2 separate regions of the Mus musculus genome follow, and region 1 is linked to region 2. The links are chromatin contacts, called in public promoter capture Hi-C maps. All regions are on one chromosome and are shown on one strand. Each heading gives the region's core, a stretch centred on a gene start, on an enhancer-like site or on the middle of the called end of the contact. The rest is flanking DNA. Distances are from core to core; before and after follow the strand shown. Region 1 has its middle 6.8 kb from the start of Fryl. Region 2 overlaps Fryl (FRY like transcription coactivator).

Region 1 (7,631 bases), core at 306-2,805, 200 kb before region 2:
AAGATTTATTTATTTATTATATGTAAGTACACTGTAGCTGTCTTCAGACATACCAGAAGAGGGAGTCAGATCTCGTTAGGGATGGTTGTGAGCCACCATGTGGTTGCTGGGATTTGAACTCAGGACCTTTGGAAGAGCAGTCGGGTGCTCTTACCTGCTGAGCCATCTCACCAGCCCAAAATAAAGGTTCTTAAATGCTTTAACCAGAGGTAGTGGAAAAGAAAGGACACAGGCAAAGTGGACATGCTTAAAAGTGGTTCTTTGGAGCAACTCTTCTCTGTGTTGTCTGGAAGATGGCAGTTTATCTCACAGGTTAGCAGAGGTAGCTTGATCCACTCGCAGACACTTCACTGATACACCAGCTGTCCAGTTAGGTAGACTACGTGGGGGGGGGGGGCAAACAGGAATCAGCAGCACTGGAACTACCTGCACAGACAGCCCGGCCTCAGCCTCGGTCGGCTTCAGTAAGCAGGAGGGGAACCAGGAGGGATGCCTGGAGAGGTTTTTGGCTCTACCTCTCTCAGCAAAGTGAAGATCAGAGACCAACAAGCATTGTACAGCTAGCTCTATACACTCCCTCCAAACATCACATGTCCTCCCCGGGTCTGTCTCAGCTGACATCACTCTGCCAATCTGCTCGAGTCTGCAGAAGCAACAAGAAACTGCAGCACACCACCAAAAGTTTTTCTGGTGCGTTTCTCTCTATGGAGTCCTGACAAATGTAGCTCAATGCTGCATGTAAGGCAGACCAATACATGCATGTCATTAGCACAGATTCCTTCATCACGTCTCCTCTCATGTGCTTGCTTTAGCAGAACACCCTCTCTCCTGTGTCTGCTTCAAAGAAACATTCCTTCACAAGTCTGCTTTAGCCTTTCACCTGTGTCCACGTCAGGAAAACGCTCCTTCCCGTGTCTGCCCCAGCAAAGCACCATCCGACACAACTGACTTTCCAAGGAACCCTTAAGTTGCCACTTCACTGACGTCCTTTGACTGTGGCCCACATGGTGCGTGCACATACAAAACAAACAGGCAATAAAAGAACAGTACCTGGTTATAGGTAAAATAGTAACATCTTGGTCGACTAGATCCTAGACTTCGAAACTACAGTGCAGAGTCTAGGGTCTAGATGTCTGTGGGATAATTGGACCACTGTAGCCATTACTTTTGTCACACACTAACTCATTTTATCCATTCAAACGTGTGTGTGTGTGTGTGTGTGTGCATGTGTGTGTGTGTATGTGTGTGATCTCTTTGGAAATTTTGTGCAATGTGTTTTGCTCCTATCCACTTCCCCGACCCCAATCCCCTGACTCCCAGAGTTAGACTTTCAACACTGCAAATCTAACCTTGGATTTACTGCTTTAAATGGTTTTCTACAGCTCTGAATAAGATCTGCTGGGCACTGAATATGATCTGTTTACCCAGTGCCACAGCTTCTCTGCTTGCCCTTCTTCCCTTCACTGTGGATTTTCGAGGCACACAGGCCTCCTGGGACTGCCAATGTGCCACAGGTGCTAGACTTCTCATCTAAGATATTTCCTTCCTGTCCCCCCCACCCCCCTTCTTCCTACGTCAGCACGGTCTCAGGTTTCAGTCTGTCAACAACATGTTCCTCAGAAAGGCTGTTCCTGGCCTCCTGGCCTAGATTACAATTCAGAGTTTAGACCTCTGCTTCTCTTTCACGGACATTTATTATGTGTGTAATTAGATACCTGTCTGACCATTATACTAGAAGCTCCGAGAGGACAGGGCTCATGTTTATCTTGTGAGGCACAGTAGTCCCAGAGCTACAGTCTTCTTGGTCACTGGTCTATTGCTGTGAAGAGACGCTATGACCAAGGCAACTCTTATAAAAGAAAGCATTTAATCAGGGCTTGCTAAAGTTTTTGAGGTTTGGTCCATTATCATCACAGCAGGAAATATGGCCGCATGCAGGCAGACATGAGCTGGGGAAGTAGCTGAGGGTTCTATATCCAGATCCTCGGGCAGCAGGATGAGAAAGATACCAGGTTTAACTGAAAACTCAAGGCTCCAGTGACACACCTCCTCCAACAAGGCCACACTAACTCCAACATGGCCATACCTCCTAATCCTTCTCAAGTAGTGTCACTCCCCGATAACCGAGCACTCCCACATAACAATCTACTGGGGCCTTTCTTATCTAGTACTGACTAAACAAATAAACCAAAACAAAAAAAGTCTAAACAGAGAATTTTTTTTTAAGGATGCATATATGCATGTGTTTGTGCGTTTGTGGGTATGTACACATGAGTGTGGCCTATGGAGGCCAGAAGATGTTGGAGCCTCTGGGGATGGAGTTACACATAGTTGTGAGAGGCCCAGTGTTGGTGCTGGGAACTGAACCTGGGTCCTCTGGAGTGCAGCAAGCATGGGAGCTGAGGCCCTTTTTTTCAGTCACCAAGATGGCTAGTTTTGTTAGTTTTGTCTGTTTTGAGGCAGGCTTCCTTTAGTACATACAGGCTGTCTCTGAGCTTGTTACGTGGCCAGCAGTGACCTTTGAACTATTGAATTCCATTACCTAAATTTGTAGGGATAATAAGCTAAGAATAGGAATTCTTTTTGAAATTTTGTATTGCCGGGGGGGGGGATCAAAATAATAATATCCCATAGTATAAAAATGAAATTACATATGAAATTTTAATTTTAGTATCAATAAGATGTTATCGTAACAGATCCCTCCGTTCTGGTCTACTGTATTGTTTTTGGTCAGGTTTGTGCTCCAGCAGCCGAGTGTAGCTGCAACAGAGACTGTACAGCCTGAGAAGCTCAGTACAGCTACACTCTGATCTTACAGGGGAGGATTTGTCAATCCCTGTGCCAGACAACAGTATTTGGGATCTCTGGGTAGCTTGTGTTCAAAAGTCTCTTGCAGGTGGCTTTGCTCAGTTGTCAACTCCTTGCTTCGGTTGCAGAGACAGTGTTCCATTTATGTTTGCTTAGTTGGTAGGATTAATTAAAGAGAGTTTCTTTTGTCCTTTGTTTTTCTTCTTCTCTATCAACAGACAACCCCCCCACCCCCCCCTCACCCCCCCCCCCCCCGCCGCCACATACACACACAAAGGAGATCAGTGTCTGGTCGTGTAACTATCTATGCCACCACCCACCCTCAGCATAATTTCTAGTTCCTTGGATAATCCATGAAATCCTATTCAAAGTAAAAAGTTGAGAGCTGGTTGCAAGCACTTGAAATACAGTGCCTATACATATTTCTATTGACTCTTCTTTTATCCATACATGGGAACATATTGAATATTGCTTCCTGCTTTCTTTAAAGTGTTCCAGCTCTTCCAAGGTACAAAGTCATACTTTGCAGGACACTTGATAATATATCTTGAAGTCTAGCAAGTTTTAAGGTCATTTCTAAGTGGGTACTAATAACATCAGCACAGTGACAGAGGAACCAAGCGTGGGACATGCAGCCTAAGGAGTTGGAGGGAAAAGGATAGTAGGCCCAAGAGTAACCTGTCAGAAAACTGGGTCCCCACCAAAAGTAGGGTTGGGGGGGACAGCACTTGTCTTGATTATGAGAGACTGGAAAGCCAATTCTCAGTCCCACCAAAAAGAAAAACAAATAAACAACCACAAAAACTAGTCATGGGAAAGCAAGCCATTTAGTCTTTCAGGTACGCTAATTTAAAAAAAAAATGAAAAATCACCTACTGCGTGTGCTTTGGGTGCTGGACTCAGTGGTCCTTTCATGGCAAAAGGGACTGAACTGGATCTAGGTGGCCTTTCTATGATGCCTTTTGCTTCTCCAAGTTAAATGATACGCCCAAGATACATGACGAGTCCACCACGGATATTCAGCTAGAGAGCTAATGAATCTGTGGTGTATTTCTTCTTCTTTCTAGTAACATTTTCACCCAGCAGCTGCCTTTAGAATGTAACTCCTTCTGTGATGAGAAAAGAGACGGGAAATGACCAAATATCAACAACCAACCATAAAGTACTTTAGATAAAGTTATTTTGTTGGTAAAGGCAGCTCAGTTAATAGATGTGTTTTTGGGGGTGGTAGTGGTGGTGGTGTCTCATCTGTATTCATCACGTACTCCAGATTAGAATATAATGTTTCCAGACTTTACCATGGCGTTGGGAGGTTTTTCTTTACCAGGTGGTTAGCCGTTATAAACTATCCCGCCACGAGGACCTTATATCTGATTGGTCTGTGCTATTACCCCAACATGCTTCAGTGTCATACCTGTGCCCTGTCACATAGGATAGACAGACATTGATTGGCCATTCACCTAAGGAATTAAAGGTCCAAGGGAAACGCATATGCCATGTGCTTGAGATGTTGTTTATTTAAACTTCGTGTGTGTGTGTGTGTGTGTGTGTGTGTGTGTGTGTGTGTGTGTGTGAAAAAGAGAGAGAGAGAGAGAGAGAGAGAGAGGGAGGGAGGAGGGGTGCAGGTATGTGCACACATGGAGCTCAGAGGGTGACAGCCTTGGGGGCTCTCTCCTTACACCTTGCGGAGGCAGAGTCTCTTGTTTCTACCTTGCTGCATATGAGAGAGGCCTGCAAGCTTCCGCCAGTTCTCAGTTACCGCTTTCTGCCTCTCCACTCACCTTCACTCACCTTCGTAGTAGAGGTCTGACAGATTTGTGCCACCACATCCGTGCTTTCTTCGCATGGTTTGTAGAAGCGAAGGCTCTCAAGCTTTCATGGCACCTGCTCTCATCCTTTGAGTCACCTTGCTGGCTCTAGAAATATCTTAAAAAGAAAATTGAAATGTGTATTGTTTTCCTCCTTCACAAAGAACAGCAGAATCCTCTAAGGATTCAAAAGTGTTTTTTAAGAGCAGCAAGGCTTCCCAAGAGAAGGAGAGGAGCTCTAGGGAGCACAGTAGATAAAGAAGGAACTCCAGAATTACTCAGGAAAACCTCAGAGGCCAGGGTTAGGGAGATGGCTCAGCATGGAAGAGCACTGGTGGCTCTTGCAGGGGAGATGGCTCAGCACAGAGCAGCACTGGCTGCTCGCAGAGGAGCTGTTCCTAGCACTCACAGATGGCTTACAACCATCTGTAATTCCAATTCTATACATCCAAGGGGTTTCTTCTGACCTCCTCCAGCTCCTAAATAAACACACACACACACACACACACACACACCAGCTCCAGAAGAAGCACTAATTTTTCTCATATATTCTGACAGGTAGCAAACAGTATGATTAAAATGATTCAGTCATATATACTTACAGTAGGGCAAAAATTTATGATGTTTTCTCCTTATAAGTATTTAAATATAAATATAGGGAAATATTTTTTTCTTAGTTTTCAAATAATTTTTCTCCTTAAGAATATTATGGGGAAATGCTAAGACTATATTAATATCCAAACTACCTTTTGAGGAAGGTCAAAAGGCCATGGAAATGGCTCAGGAATCAGAGTGCTTTTCGTGCTGGGTGTGGTGGCTCATAGCTTTAGTCTCAGAACTCAGCAGGCAGAAGCTTATGGATCTATGAGTTGGAGGGTTAGCCTGGTCTTAACACTGAGTTCCAGGTCTGCCAGGGCTACACAGTGAGACCCTTTATTTGTTCGTTTTGTTTCGTGTTAAGATTTTTGTGCTAGCCCGAGGACCTGGCTTAGGATCTTTAACATTAATGTAAAAATCCAGGTGCCTCCAGGTGCCTAGCTGAAAACCTAGCATCTAGGTGGTGGAGACAGGAGGGTCCCTGGGCCTCACTGCCCATCCAAATCCCATCTAGTTAAGTCACAAAGTTCTGGGCCCAGTGAGATAGAGGAAGAACTCCATTGAGCCCCCACTTCCTGCCTTCACACGGACTCACATGCATCTGGATCTGCACATAGATGCGTGCATATGAACTTGTGCACACATATATACCACACATAGGCATAAAGAACAGGTGGAAAGGAATCTTAGATCAAGTAACGTAAAGGGAAGAGTATTCTAGACTCACTCAGAGGTCCCTGATATTAATGCAGCCAATTAAAAACTCATTGATTCTGAAGTAGTCAGTTCTAAATTTTTGCTCTTAAAATGTGCTCATTGTCAGATCCCATGGCACATTCCAGCAATCAGGAGGTAGAGTCAGGCAGATCTCTTGAGTTTGGGGCCAGCCTGGTCTACAGAGCTAGTTCCAGAATAGACAGCGTTACATAGAGAAATGCTGTCTTGAAAAACCCTTAAAAAAAAAAAAAAAAAAAACAATTTCTAGCCGGGCAGTGGTGGCGCACGCCTTTAATCCCAGCACTTGGGAGGCAGAGGCAGGCGGATTTCTGAGTTTGAGGCCAGCCTGGTCTACAAAGTGAGTTCCAGGACAGCCAGGGCTACACAGAGAAACCCTGTCTCGAAAAAACAAAAACAAAAACAAAAACAAAAACAAAAACAAAAACAAAACAAAACAAATGCCTCCCCAAAACCAAAAAACCAGTTTCTGGGGCTGGTGAGATGGCTCAGCGGGTAGGAGCACTGACTGCTCTTCCAAAGGTCCTGAGTTCAAATCCAAGTAACCACGTGGTGGCTCACAACCATCCGTAATGAGATCTGATACCCTCTTCTGGAAGTGTCTGAAGACATATGTATAATAATAAATAAATCTTTAAAAAAACAAAAACAAATAAACCAACCAGTTTCTGTGTTTAATAATGAGAACAGGAAATACATTTTATGTATTGTTTATTGTTTATACTATTACTTTGCAAAACAAAGAATTGATATGGTTTATGTCAGTTCCCTATTTTCTTTGAATATTTTACAAGTGTATGAAATAAAGGGTGTAGGAGGACAGCCTGGGTAACACCTTGGCACCGAAGATAGATTTACAACAGAATATCATGAAATTGCAATGCTCTTAGAATGCTACTCAGGCCTAGACTGGATTTCACTTGTGAGCTGACTTTTCTCCCTCATCATTTCAGTTTCCTGTGCACTCCCAGAAAGCCTTTTGTGAGGCCAGCTAGCACAGTAAATGGTGTGGAAGCAAAGTCACACACGTGTGGCCTTGCTCTTCCAGAGCAAACAAGGATGGTGAAAGAGACAGAAGAGAAGCGTCTCGCTTCTGTCTTCAGTGTGAGGCCTGTCATTAGGACAGTACCCACGTGGTAAGAAAGTCGCACCAAGAATAAATCAGGGAGGGCCTCATAAGGAAAGCAAAGCCCTGTCCTGGGCCAGCCACTCGATGGATGGCTAGGAAAGTCCTCCAGGAAGGAAAGGAGGGAAGGTGAGACTCACAGAGGACACCATATGGCTACAGGCACTGAGGCTTGACTGTCAAGGAGGAATGATCAGGAAGAAACTTGAGAGGAGGCCTGGAGTCAGGTTATGAAGGGGCTTCTTTGTTTTGTCCAAGTGCTTAGATGATACCCAGTACATGTCTACACCCCTACAGTATTGTAAGCAGGATGGAATTGGAAATCCATCTAGGAAGTCCAGTGCGGGGCCTTTTATGTCTCAGTCAGTAGAACAGGCTGGACTGTAAACTGGTAAGTGCTGGTTTCAGTGCTGCTCTCAGTGGATGTCAGCTAGTTAACGGGAAAACACATTTAAACTCGGAAAGTGGGAGACCTGGGCCTTCTCTAAGAAACCAAGGAATCTTCCCAGAAGTTTTGTTCTTGTGCTATTTTCAAAATATGCATTTTAATTTTAAAC
Region 2 (7,256 bases), core at 4,369-6,868:
ACAGTGACATCCGGACTGTCGCCTCTGTCCTCCTCAGGGACAAGGAATTCAATGAGCCCAGGGTGTTGACAGTCAAGCAGACGGCACACTCAGATTACACGTTCACAGGTACCGACTTGGAACGCCTTCGGGTTGGAGCCCTGCGGGAGTGAGAAGTCAGCCAAGGAGAGGTTGAACTGCGTAAACATTTCAGATGCAGTTGTATCATTTCAAGTAGCGTCTGAATCATTCATAACCAACCAAAGAATGCGTTGCAACGTGTCGTCACGTCTCCTGCTTCTAAGGCTGCCTAGCAAACAGACTTTAGGGTGGGAATATATAAGTTGAAGAAGAAGCAAAAAGTGCTTAATTTGAGACTTGTATGATGACAATTATTTCATAGTGTTCTGTGTCTGTGTTAAAGTCTGTTTTCTTGATCCTCAGAGTCCACTCACACCAATTATTATTATATTGTTATTATTATTATTCCACTCTGACTACTACAACAGTTTACAAAATAATGGCTTATTTTTTAGGAATCAAAGTACCTTTGCCTTTTTATCTACTCACATGGCAGACACAGCACTGATAACATTTTTAAACTGGCTAAAAGGCAGACTAAGGACCAGGTCCTTGGGGTAAAGAAAAAGGAAAAAACAAACAAACAACAAAAAAAAACCAATGGCAGCAAATTGTCCTTGGCCTACACACTCACACACCATACTCACATTCACACACACACACTCTCACACATCTACCTACCTACATGTGCACTTCCACCACTCCCGCAGCAGACACAAAATTAAACTAAAAAAATGTAACTTAAAAAAATTTTAAAAGCAAAAATAGAACAAGCCCTCCTGGTTTTATATGAAAGCAATTTCACTCAACATCCCAGAGCGTAATGCTTTCTAAATGTCCTTTTGCCATTTTGTGAGGCTTTAAACTTTAACAGTGTTGCCGGGCATGGTGGCGCACACCTTTAATCCCAGCACTCGGGAGGCAGAGGCAGACGGATTTCTGAGTTCGAGGCCAGCCTGGTCTACAAAGTGAGTTCCAGGACAGCCAGGGCAATACAGAGAAACCCTGTCTCAAAAAACCAAAAAAAAAAAACTTTAACAGTGTTTAGCAATTGGCTTGATATAAATATTAAATAAAAACTAAAACACAGTCTTGAAAGTAAAATGGAGCCAAGACTATAGCTTTTTTTCCTATGAAGTTGAAAATTAGTTCACATTACAGAAATGTAGCTCGCTTTAATAAAGGTGAAAACACCCCAATTGCTAGGACTTTGCCGCTGTCCGTGGTCTCCGGCAGGTGGCAGCAGAGGACCGCTCAGTGAGTGCAGCTGAACTTTAATAACTAGCTGCAAACAGCAGCATCTACCCTTAAAGCCCTGCTGTAGCTGCCGCGCCGTTGAATGAATCATGGCCGCTCCTCCGCCCACGCCCTCCTGTATCCCATGCTGTCTATGAGTAGCAACGCACAGTGCCGGTTTTATGCACACTCCCATAGTCCTGTTGTGCGTGTGTTCACGGTTGGCTTTCTCTCTCAGCAGGCATTAACGATTTTACACCCGATTACCAGCCGTCCCCTATGACCGACTCAGGGCTTAGCTCCAGTTCTACCTCCTCTAGTATCAGCTTAGGAAACAACAGCGCTGCCATTTCACACCTCCACACCACCCTCCTCGGCGAGGTGGACCTCTCAGTGGAGCAGGATGGAAAAGTCAAAACCCTCATGGAGTTCATTACCTCAAGGTAACCGGGCGGCTCTCTCCATCCCAGCATCCCCAACATCCCATGGCATCCCCAGCATCCCTGGGGCCGAGCTAGCTTCGCTTCTGTCAAATGGCACAAGCCAGGTTTAGATTTTTCTGAAACCCTGTACTTTGAAACACACAAGTTTTTATTGTACTTATACATATTGTATATATATATATATATGACTTTTGAAAAAAAATACATATGGTATGTATATGACTAGATGCCAGAGATAACACTGTTATATGGAGTCATAATAGTCTAGTCAGTCAACCAGCAAATACTTTTTTAGGGCCTGCTGCATTCCATAATAGATAAATAGATGCCCTATGGTGAGAGCCAAAACTTCTTTACCACTGCCAAACTCACCGTTTTCTCAAAGTCCTGATGGGTAATGCCCAGAAAAGTGATTTCTACACAGTGCTAGAGAACCTGCAAAAATTCACACTGCAGAGCCTTGAAAACCAGGCCCATGGTTATAAATTATATTTAAAAAAAAATAAAAGTGTTGGCTGGAGAGTTGGCTCCGCAGTGGCCGAGGATACAGGGTTTGCTCACAGCCCTCTGCTAACTCCAGTCCCTGGGGATCTGACTTCCTCTTCCAACCTCAAAGGGCCACAGGGATGGCATGTCTTGCATATATACACATGCCTGTGCAACACACATAAAACAATAAATAACCATTTTATATGGGTTTTGCCTGTGCGTATGTCCCTCTGATATCTACCCAGAAATTGGGAGGTTAGTTTTTGTGGGAGATCAAGTCACGAAATTATGAAATGTAATTAGGGACTAGGAAAAATGACACTGAAGGAAACTACACAGGAATCCTAAATTTTAAATTTCCCTTTTCTATAAGCAGTCCTCTCATCGGGCTAGTCTGTCACCTTCTTTGGCCATCTCTGAGCTCCAGTCCTGTCTCCCAACATTTGCTGTGGGCCCATCCTTGTCCATGTGCTTAAATAATAGGAGTAGGTTGTAGCCCGTGATCTGATGAGTTCAGCCATCTCCCACGTGTCAAGGCGAAGTAGGGGCAGCTAAGGGCAAGAGCTTATGCCAACTCTAGACAAATGAATGTCGCTGTCCCCTGTTTTCAGAAAACGAGGGCCCCTTTGGAACCATGAGGACGTTTCTTCCAAGAACCCTAGCATCAAGAGTGCTGATCAGCTCGCCACGTTCCTGAAGCACGTGGTTTCCGTCTTCAAGCAGTCAAATGCAGGTACCGTCTTTGATGAATACACCACGCCACATTTGATCTCCATACAATGTCTGTATGGCTGTGAGGCCCAGCTAGAAGATTGGAAACTAATATTCTCCTATGTACACATTTTAAGAAAGATTTTCTTGTTTAGTATGTGAATGGTAACAGATGTATTGGTAAAGAAAAACTAGTAGTTAAAAATAAGATTTCTACCCATGGCATAGTCACATGGCTGACTGTAAAATTGTATAATACAATTTAGAGTTATGAAAAATGACATTAAAGCAGTGGTTTTCAGACTTTCTGATACTGCAACCCTTTAATTCAGTTCCTCATGTTTAGTGACCTCAACCATAAAATTATTTCTATTGCTACTTCATAACTGTTGCTTTGCTACTATTGTGACTCATAAATACCTGGTATGCAAGATATCTAATATGTGACCCCCAAAGTGGTCATAACTCACAGATTGAGAATCGCTGCCTCAAAGGGAAATATACAGCAATTATACATTTTAAAATCCTTTGTATGTAAGTCAAGTTTTCTGCAATTTAAAATTTACCACATTCTGACAGTCTTGGGAAAAGCAGCATTCTATGCAGACATGGCACTTGCCTGCTAGGAATAGGTTCTGCTCCTCCTTACCTTTGGCAGTGCCTAGAGTCATTTTTGTCCTCATTGTATAGTTGGCAAAGTAACTAGGGTGTTACTAAATACTATTCACTACCTAGGAAGGACATCCCTCTTTACAGTAAACTACCTGTTCCCAACTGTCAGCATGTCCGAGGGTGAGACCTAAGACATCCTGGTCCCCAGGATCCCTTCCCTGGAGATCAGAACAAAGATCTCTCCCCAGTGCAAACACAGTGCAATCACTGTACATAATTAAACTGTGCTCTGCAGGGCACTGGTGGTAACATGATTAGCGTCTGGCTACAAGTCTCCGAGTTGTACACAGGCACCCATGGTCTCCCGTGTCTTCTCAGAAGGAATACACTTGGAGCGTCATCTCAGCGAGGTGGCCCTGCAGACGGCCCTTTCGTGTTCTTCCCGACACTATGCTGGGCGATCCTTCCAGATTTTCAGGGCACTGAAGCAGCCCCTGTCTGCAGACACACTCTCCGATGTCCTCTCCCGGCTGGTGGAGACTGTAGGGGACCCCGGAGAGGATGCACAGGTAAGGTGCTTTACTCCCTCCTTTTGGGCAGTTATCAGCTGCTCCTAGGAGTGAAGGATTCACCCTCTGCAGCCAGATCCACACAACAGCTAGTTAATTACTGATGTCAGTCAGCAGCAGGCCTAGCAGTAGGAAGCAGAGTGAAGCCTCCTGCGGACTCTTTAAGAACCTATTTAGATCCTAATTTACGCCTATTAGAAAAAGCTTTTTCAACACATACATCTGCACCCTACCTAGATCTCACTCCATTGTCACAGAGGTAGGAGTGTTAGAATGTTACATTTCAATGGGAAGAGAGACAGAGTTTCATTTTTAAAGATAAGTAAGGTATGACACTGGAGAACTCTTTTGTTTGTTCAGCTGGCCCAGTGGGTTGTTTGATTTTTGACATTGGATCTTCAGTGACAAACCAGACAAGGTCTTGGCTTTCTGGAAATTGTAGAAAGAAGGGTTTAATCTACCAGCAACAGCCCACACAGTCTTACTTAATAGTAAATGCCATGAAGTACCAAGGTATTGATTTTAAGAGCCATGGAGAAGGGAGATCCAACCCACACACAATTACCTAAGTGATGATCTCTAAGGAGAGGCTGAAGGGAGCCAGGTCCTGTGAATATCTAGGTTGAGAACATCTCAGAGAGAAAACCAGGAGTCAGAAGCACAAAGGCCCTGTGGCACGAACAATAAGTCTTTGAAAAACTAGCAAACACTGAGAGGCAGGGGCCAGACATAACCAGTTCAGAAGGCAGAAGCCCGTATAGACTCGACATCTCACTTAGTGGAAGCCTCTCCAAGGTTTTGAGAAGAGAAAAGAAAGTATATGTGATATGATTGGCTTTATTATTTTGGAGGAGGGGTGGCCTCTCGGAGCTGTCTAGGTGGCCTCCTTTGCAGGAGTTGAGGGGCCAGGTAGAGTTGGAGAGGTCTAACAGGAGGCTGTTGAAAGAGTCCAGGCTGAAGTTGTACGTTCCACTCAAAGAGACTGACTACAGGAGGTGTGGGGAGAGAAGTTAGGGTTAGGGTATATTTTAAAAGGATAATTTCAAGACTTGATGACAGGATTCAGTATGCATATAGAGATAGTAACAACGATAGTGCCAAAGACTTGTGGCCTGAGCAATTTGTGGCAATTACGATGCCATTAAAATCAGCCCACGCCATTAGCCTGAGGAGCGCTCACCAATCAGCAAAGTCATGTTGCTTAGAAGGTTAATTATTGTGTAACACAAATGTGAGGTTGAGTCTATTTTTAAATCTCCCCTGGAAGTCCATTGCCATTTAAAAAAAAAATGACAACTACAACAACAACAAAAAACCCAGAACGTAATTAATGACAGGCTGTCCTTTGCCCCTAGGGATTTGTGATTGAACTGCTTCTCACCTTGGAATCTGCAATTGATACCTTGGCTGAAACCATGAAGCACTATGACCTGCTGTCTGCCCTCTCTCAGTAAGAACTTACAACCAGGCAACCCTGAATGCTGGGCTCACCTCCCAGCCCCACCCCCAGCATCTAAACGTGACTGTGGTGGCAGTGGGCGTGTCTAACATCAGTAGTGTGGGTAAACATCCCAAGAGTTCAGATAGTGCAAGATGGAGGCCTGCCTGCAGGACCCGGGAAGCCCTGGGTTTGATCCCTACCACCGAATAAACGTGGTGCAGTGGCTCCTGGCTGTGATTCCATCACTTGGAAGTTGGGAAGAGGTGGGTCAGAAAAGGAAGGTCAGCCTCGGCTGCATAGAGTGCTCAAGACCAGCCTGGAATACAAAAGGCCCCATCTAAAAGAAAAGACGGGGGAGGGAGAAGTCAGATGGGCTTAAGAGATGGCTCACCATCAACTCAGGTGGGAACTGAATTCAGTCTCCCATACCACAGCCTCCCCACAACTCCAGCCCCAAAAGGTCTGACACCCTCTTCTGCCATTCGAAGACATCCACAGAAACATGTGCATTATATGTGTGTGTGTGTGTGTGTGTGTGTGTGTGTGTGTGTGTGTGTGTGTGTGTATGTTAAACATGGAAAATGCTTACAAGTGAGAACCACCCTCGGGGAGGACTTTGCAGAACGTTCTAGAGCTGATCTTGGCAGTGCTCTCTCTTCCAGTTCCTAATTGAGGACCTTTTTACAGTCTAAGGAGGATCCACCAGCAAGCCCCATTGCTGTCACTCACAGCAGGGTGCAGTTACTCCCCGGGTGGTCCCTCAGGACACCTGCCTTTACCACAGTGCCACTTTCCCCAGAGCCACTCACTTCTCACTTGCTCTGCCTTGTGGCTCTCAAGCAGCTAGTCCCTGAAGTCCCTGTCAAAAGTCACCTCCTCCCTAAGCATTTCCGACTTCTCTTGCTAATTAATTTATCTTTGGGATTCCTAATTTTCCTTTATATTTTACTGATAACTATTAAAAGGGTACTTACTTTCCTTCATAGGTTTTATCTACTGCCCTATCTTTTTGCACACTTTTGGGACATATATAAAAGTAATTAATTTTAATCAGTTGGACATGCAGAAGAGGTAACAAGTCTGCATGCTTGGGTCGCATGGAGAGAATGTGGGATTGGGAGCAGGAGAGATGTAAGCATTGTCTAGTCCGACAGCCATGCTACAGACAGGGTCTGCTTTACAGGTAACTTGTATACTCTACCCGGGGCTGAGCTACTACTCCAGTAGTAAAAACCTCTTCTGAGCTCACAAGACACAGCCCTGGCAGAAGAAATCTTGTTGCACTTTTTGTTTTTATGTTGAGGCAAAACTGAAATCTCAGGAAACAAAGTCAGATAAAAAAGTTACCTTTTCAGACTTTAAGAATAAATTTAATGTAGCAAAATGGACTTCTTTTCCTGTCTTTCTTTCTTTTGTTCTATCATCTATCTTTCTACCTACTTATCCATCTATCCATCCTTATCTTTTTTTTTTAAAAGAACTTCCCTATTCACAAAGAATGCCTTAAAATCCTATAGCACAGGTATTTTTTTTTAAAGGTTTATTTATATAAGTACACTGTAGCTGTCTTCAGACACACCAGAAGAGGGCATCAGGTCCCATTACAGATGGCTGTGAGCCACCATGTGGTTACTGGGAATTGAACTCGGGGGACCTCTGAAAGAGTGGTCAGTGCTCGTAACTACTGAGCCATCT

The links. Capture Hi-C pulls out chosen DNA fragments and counts their contacts.
Region 1: a contact with region 2 is called in a promoter capture Hi-C map of pancreatic islet. The contact joins two enhancer-like sites. A contact is called at or near these places in 4 of 115 datasets of contacts at active chromatin or transcription factors (the SCID.adh cell line, embryonic stem cells and neural tube) and 3 of 9 other capture datasets (adipose tissue, liver and pancreatic islet).

What each region holds. Positions count from the first base shown.
Region 1 is chr5:73,259,580-73,267,210 of GRCm38.p6, reverse strand. No RefSeq gene overlaps it. Among named protein-coding and RNA genes, the nearest start is that of Fryl, 6.8 kb to the right of the region's middle. Within about 2 kb of position 1,555, at least 86 of the 459 cell types and tissues checked have an H3K27ac peak or open chromatin away from gene starts, as enhancers often do. A contact at or near this core is called in pancreatic islet, where this site is marked.
Region 2 is chr5:73,065,588-73,072,843 of GRCm38.p6, reverse strand. It overlaps Fryl (FRY like transcription coactivator), which reads left to right. Exons shown (of 63, transcript NM_028194.2): 41 at 1-108; 42 at 1,535-1,739; 43 at 2,840-2,961; 44 at 3,930-4,120; 45 at 5,476-5,570. Among named protein-coding and RNA genes, the nearest start is that of Slc10a4, 62 kb to the right of the region's middle. Within about 2 kb of position 5,618, at least 7 of the 459 cell types and tissues checked have an H3K27ac peak or open chromatin away from gene starts, as enhancers often do. A contact at or near this core is called in pancreatic islet, where this site is marked.